Linked DNA regions of Bos taurus: region 1 is linked to region 2. A link is a contact called in public Hi-C data. All regions are on one chromosome and are shown on one strand. Each heading gives the region's core, a stretch centred on a gene start, on an enhancer-like site or on the middle of the called end of the contact. The rest is flanking DNA. Distances are from core to core; before and after follow the strand shown. Region 1 has its middle 24 kb from the start of ZNRF3. Region 2 holds the start of CCDC117 (coiled-coil domain containing 117).

Region 1 (3,325 bases), core at 205-2,704, 200 kb before region 2:
TTTCACTTTTCACTTTCATGCATTGGAGAAGGAAATGGCAACCCACTCTAGTGTTCTTGCCTGAGAATCCCAGGGACAGAGGAGTCTGGTGGGCTGCCATCTATGGGGTCACACAAAGTCGGACACGACTGAAGCGACTTAGCAGCAGCAGCATGCAATACTCCCCTGATTGTGCATGCAGAAAGTTCAAATGAATGAAACATAAACTGTAAAAGAAGTTAATTTAGCAAGTTTGCTAGATACAAGGTTGATATAATAGCTGGATTTCTACACAAAAACAATTTTAAAGTGAAATATGAAAAAGCACCATGTATAATGGCATCAAAATTAAAATATGTAGCTCAGTTCAGTCCAGTCGGTCCCTCGTCGTGTCTGACTCTTTGACGGCAGCACACCCTGTCCGTCACCAGCTCCTGGAGCTTGCTCAAACTCATTTCCCTTGAGTCGGTGATGCCATCCAACCATCTCATCCTCTGTCGTCCCCTTCTCCTCCTGCCTTCAGTCTTTCCCAGAACTGGGCTCTTTTCCAATGAGTCAGTTCTTCACATCAGGTTCAACACAGTGTCTTTACAAATACAAACAATTAACATATACACACTACTATATATAAAATAAACAAGAGGCTACTATATAGCTAGGGATGTCTACTCAATACTCTGTAATAACCTATATAGGAAAAAGATCTGCAAAAAGAATGGACATATGTACAACTGAATCACTCCGCTGTACACCGGAAACTAATATATTGTAAATCAACTACACCCCAATATAAATTATTTTTTTAAGTTAAAACACACACGCACGCACACACACACACACACACACACACACACACACGGCTTCCTTGGTGGCTGTGGTAAAGAATCCACCTGCCAGTGCAGAAGAACCAAGTTCTATCCCTGATCTGGGAAGATGTCACACGCCGCAGAGCAACTAAGCCCACGTGCCACGACTATGACGCCGCTGCTCCAGAGCCGGGAGGCGCAACTGCTGAGCGCATGCGTCAAAGCCACTGAAGCCTGCGCCCCCTAGAGCCTGTGCTGCACAGCAAGAGAAGCCGCCGCAGTGAGCCCACACGCCGCAACTAGAGAGCAGCCCCCGCTCGCCGAGAAAAGCCTGAGCAGCAGTGAAGGCCCAGCACAGCCAAATACACGTATATAAAAGAAAAAATATATATATACAGGAAAAAAAAAACAACCACCAACGACTATAAAACATTACTGAGAGGAAGTGAAGGATTTCTGAGACGATGCTTGAGTTCCTCATAGTGAACCTTCTCCTTGAGCCCTGGGTGATGCTGTCTTTCTATAAGCACTGAACAAATTAATAGCAAAGGTTTACTTCTTTTATTAGAAACAGTGGCAAAGATGTGACATGCACACTTTCCTGGGTCTTCAGAACAGTCCTGTCCACTGTTATCTCCATTGCTCAAGAGGACACTGAGAGTCAGAGAGTTCCAGTAACTTGCTCAAAGTCACACAGACAGCAAACTCTCACCCAAGCCTGTCTGACTTGGGTAACAGTGCTCTGAATCACCACTGAAATGCTAGAAACTCAGTCTTAAGATTTGTACCGAGGCAATAATTTTACGTGCAAGGTTGTAGGAACGTTTCTAACGTGAGATTTCAGAAATTCCACAAAATGACCAAGATTGATTCTTATGCCAGAAACCCTGGGTGGGAGTCAACCATTGGAATAGTCGTCACTTGCACATGCAGTGATGACAAATGGCCACTAGATGGCCCTGCAGCTCGTTACGGTGTCCGTGCTCTCTACCTCGGCCTCTGTTCATGGTGGCCAAACCACAGAAAAAACAGAGAAATGACAAAACTGTGCAGAATGCGGGGGCTTATTTTTCAAAAAGCTCAGTGTACTAAATGTAAAAGACCATCCTCTACTCTGAGATCATGCCCTTCTTACTTTGGGGGATGGTAATAGATGGTTACCCTTTCGTTAGCAAATTCTTTCTTGGCAAAATTGACCTATCACGGGATACCTTTTAAAAAAAAAATTGGCACCTCCCTGGCGAACTACTGGTTAGGACTCCACGAATCCACCACAGGGAGCTTGGGTTTGATCCCTGATCAGGGAACTAAGATCCCATGTGCTGCACAGCAAATCCTTCCCCTACCCTATCCCCCTGGCCTGCTGACCTGCTGACCTCAAAAAAAAAAAAAATGCTAAACTGTGCATTCAGAAAGTCTGGGATCAGTAGAGTACTAGCTTCTCAGGAAAAATGGATCCAGGTCAACCGTAGTAGTGTGGTGTGAAGGTTCTCAGCCCTCCAGGCAGCAGCCCTTGAAAAAAGCTACATACAGTACCTAAGAAAGTTACAGACATAAATACCACACTTAGAAGCTTTTTTAAAAATAGTGAAATGGAAAGTTGATAAAAGAATCATCAAGTCAAGTAAGTGCAGAGTCAGTAAAAATTTCCCAAGGGAAATAGTGACTCAGTTGTTAAAACAGCTGGAGTATCAGGAAGGTAGAAGATGTGAGATGGCTAGAGAGAGAAAAAGGCAAGAAATCTTTTGGGTTTTTTTAAGTTCATTTACTTGGCTGTGCAGGGTTTTAGTGCAGCATGTGGGATCTATTAATAGCTCCCTAACCAGGAACTGAACCCATGCCCCGGGCTTTGGGAGCACAGAGTCTTAACCACTGAACCACCAGGGAAGTCTCCAAAGGAAGAAGTCTTGTATAGAGTTGCAGGTCAAGGCCCAGCTAAGGGATCGGCAAGAACCTGCCTAGGCCTGGGGATGTTCTGAAACGGAAGGAGAGGGAATTGGGCAGGCTTTTGCTTTGCACTTAAAGATGGTGAGTCTCTGGGTGTGGCCAAAAGGCCACAGGGATAGGTGTAGAAGACCATCCAGTTATGGACACAGCTATTGTTGTCTACGTTTTTTTCTTTTCATAAGAACTGTTAAAATGTGAGCCCCTCACTCAGTCTGGCCTTGCTTCCAGACGTCTAGACTGCCTCCCGCTGCCCACCCTCACCAAGTCAGTCTGCTGCTGTCTTTCTGTGTTTTCCTCAGTGTTTCTTTGGCTAATAACTTCCAGTGGGAGGGAGGCTCAAGAGAGGAGATATATGCATACTTACAGCTGACTCATGTTGTTGTACAGTAGAAACCAACACAACACTGTAAAGCAATTATCCTCCAGTTAAAAATAAAAATCAGTTATTTCCTTAGGCCCACTCTGTACGGTCACGGCTCTAATCACTGTAGGCCCTGAATCTTCACCACACGCATAATCCCTTCCAAGCTACCGGTGAGGAATCTGAGACTACAGATGGCTGCTGGGGATTCTCCCAAGGTGGCCTTCCCTCT
Region 2 (3,078 bases), core at 415-2,914:
CCCAGCTAGGAATCCATTTATCTAATTACAAACACAAAGAACTTAAGACCAGGTCACTTTAGATTTGTTAGTATTAAAATCCATCACGGGGAGACTGGTTAATTACCTATTCCTAGCCTTACAACAGAATTCAACTCAACTGTTGAAAAAGAAATGAGATAGAACTCTATGTGTCCATATGCAACAAGTTACAGGAGAGTAAAATGAAAACACCAGTGTTGCAGTGTTAACAGTATGTTACTAATAAATGTAAAAAACCAGAATTATACAGCTATAAACGTGCACATTTTTACATTATCTTCCTTAAGGGGAAACAGGCAATAAGGATAACCCTCTGGGGAGAACTGGGAGCATAAAATTTTGCCTTCTGCTAATTTTAAAAAATTTTGTGCATGTAATAATACTCATAGGCCTCAAAGTTCAAACATGACAATCGCTTATGCCTTAAGAAGCTTCCCTCTGACCTGCCCAGCTCACTGCTCTAAAAGGCAACCTGTGTTGTCAGTTCCTTGGGCCTCCTTTCAGAGACACCTGATGTTCCACCTTTTCACTTAAAAACAAATAGTTATGGATATAAAATAGGTTAAATTAAGTGACCGTTAAGTGACTAAAAAAGCACTTGAAACTTACTCATCCTCCTCCTCCTCCTCTCGCTTGTGTTTCTTTCTACAGTGAGTTGAAATACTGTTAAAACAAACAAACAAACTCAGTCAGTTGAGAAATTTACTGAGCTGGTACTTTCAGCATCCACTTTCAGGCTCCGATAATCTTGCCCACCCCACCACTATCAGCTCTCCCCTCCCTTGTCCTGTGGTATGGATATACAGGTCACACGGTCAGTCAGGTAAAGTGTTGGCTGGTCCTGACAAAAATCACACTGAAAGCTAAATTCATTCGGTCAAGACTGGGAGAGATAAACTGGGGCGACCAGCGTAGGGAAAACCTATCGGGGAAAGCACCATGGTGAGCACTTTAGTTTATGATCCCACTAGAAGGACCCATTTCTCTCCCAAGTTGCGGATGAGGAAACTCAAGAGTCCGAGAGTCGCTTAAAGTTGCCAACAACAGCTGCCGGGCGGCAGTCCGGAGGGAGCGAGGCGTGTGCGCGCCCAGGGCAGCTCCAGGCCCGGGTCTGGCCGGCTCCCACCCCCGCACGCCCAGGGTGAGCAGACCTCTCCTCACTCCCGGCGCTAGCGCGCCGAGGTCGGAACCGGACCCCCGCGCTGTGCGACCTCCGCGATTTACGGCAACCGCCTGTGGGGCTATGTCTCCTCATCCTCAACTTGAGGTTGAAGAGCCCTCGCCAGGGTCGCGAAAAGGGTCAACTAGCCCGCGCCGGAGCCTACACCCGCCCCCGCCGCCCGCCGGTCTCCTCACCGTCCGCGCGCCGCGCTCCCGCCGGAGCTGCTCGGGGTGGCGCGAAGTCCCGGCCGCGGGGCCAGCTCGGCGCCCTCCGTCCCCGGCGGGAAGGCCCGACCGGCGAAGGCCGGCGGCGGCTGCAGGAAGTCCGAGCCACCGCTCAGGGGAAGGCCGCTAAACGGCCGGCCGAGCGCCGCCATCGCCGGGGAGACGAGGAGGCTGCGCCCACGGCCCCGGCCGTCCGCGTCCCCGGGCTCGGCAGCAGCGGCCACAGCGACTGCCGAAAGGTACCCGCCTCTGAGCCCGCTTCCCGACCCCACGTCACGCCTTCTAGAACCCTCCACCCCAAGCCGCCCGGAGCACGCCGGGATTTGTTGTGTGTGGCGAACTGCTAGCGCGAGGGCTGCTGGGAGCTGAAGTCCTTGAGGACTACAAACAAGATGGCTTGTCGTCTTCGGGGCTGGAGTATGGCCCTACCTAGCAGAGGTCCTAGGTCCAAATCCTCACTCGTCAAGTAACCTCTATATCTCAGTTTTCTCAGTAGTAAAACCCGAAAACAGTAGTACCTATGTTTTTAAGATTGACAGGAGAAGTAAATGAATTAAAACCTCTAGAGCCCTTAGACGGAGAAGGTGATGGCACCCCACTCCAGTGTTCTTGCCTGGAGAATCCCAGGGACAGCGGAGCCTGGTGGGCTGCCGTCTCTGGGGTCGCACAGAGTCGGACACGACTGAAGCGACTTAGCAGCAGCAGCAGCAGAGCCCTTAGAAGTTCTAAGTTAGAACACTTCTTGGCACATATAAGTGTTAGTCGCTCAGTCGTGCCCGACTCTTTGCGACCCCATGGACTGCAGACTGCCAGGATCCTCTGTTCATGGACTTTTCCAGGCAAGAATAATACTGGAGTGGGTTGCCATTTCCTTCTTCAGTCTTCGGTGTTTTAATGTAAATGAAGTTGGTGACACTTTAGAGGAAACGGCATGGAAGATCAGGAAAACCCTCAGAGTTCTCCTGAGCGGTATTGGCAAGCCTTCCAGCCTCTCTCTGGGGGCATCTAGAGACAACTGCTTGCTAAAGGGCTAGCAGAGTTGGCCGTCCCAACCATCGATCACGACAGTTACTTCCCATCTCAGGAAACGGCACCATCGTCTAGTCTGAGTTGCTTATACCAAAGTCAATGCCCTTCAGTCAAAGACCACCAAGAACTCACACTTGTGTTGCATATGGACACATAGAATTCTACTTCATTTCCATTTCAACTGTTGAGTGGAATTCTATTGTAAGGCTGTGTGTGCTTAGTAGCTCAGTCGTGTCCTACTCTTTGCGACTCCATGGGCCTGTAGTCCGCCAGGCTTCTGTGTTCATGGGGATTCTCCAGACAGGAATATTGGAGTGGGTTGCCATGCCCTCCTCCCGGAGATCTTCCCACCCTAGGGATCAAACCCAGTCTCCAGCATGGCACGTGGATTGATACCGTCTGAGCCACCAGGAAAGCCCCATTGTAAGGCTAAGTGTAGACAAATCTAAGTTTTTTGTATATATTTGCAAGTAGGTAAATGGATTCCTAGGTGGAAAATTGCTGACAATGTTTTTAAAATAAACATGTTCAATACAATGAGATGCAATGCACCGAATATTTGTGTCCATTGCACCTCATTGTATATTAACCCAGATGGAGTAGAACATGAGGTTAAAAACAAGAAGTCGAAAGAAGCAAACA

What was found. Hi-C and Micro-C count contacts between places; a contact is called where the count stands out from the background.
Region 1: a contact with region 2 is called in a Hi-C map of liver, with 10 times the contacts expected there. The contact joins the enhancer-like site here to the promoter of CCDC117 in region 2. A contact is called at or near these places in 2 of 11 Hi-C or Micro-C datasets (4-cell embryo and liver).

The regions. Positions count from the first base shown.
Region 1 is chr17:68,233,565-68,236,889 of ARS-UCD2.0, reverse strand. No RefSeq gene overlaps it. Among named protein-coding and RNA genes, the nearest start is that of ZNRF3, 24 kb to the left of the region's middle. Within about 2 kb of position 1,454, at least 20 of the 102 cell types and tissues checked have an H3K27ac peak or open chromatin away from gene starts, as enhancers often do. A contact at or near this core is called in liver, where this site is marked.
Region 2 is chr17:68,037,021-68,040,098 of ARS-UCD2.0, reverse strand. CCDC117 (coiled-coil domain containing 117) reads right to left here and starts at 1,664. Exons shown (of 5, transcript NM_001105634.2): 1 at 1,378-1,664; 2 at 631-684. The coding sequence starts at 1,559.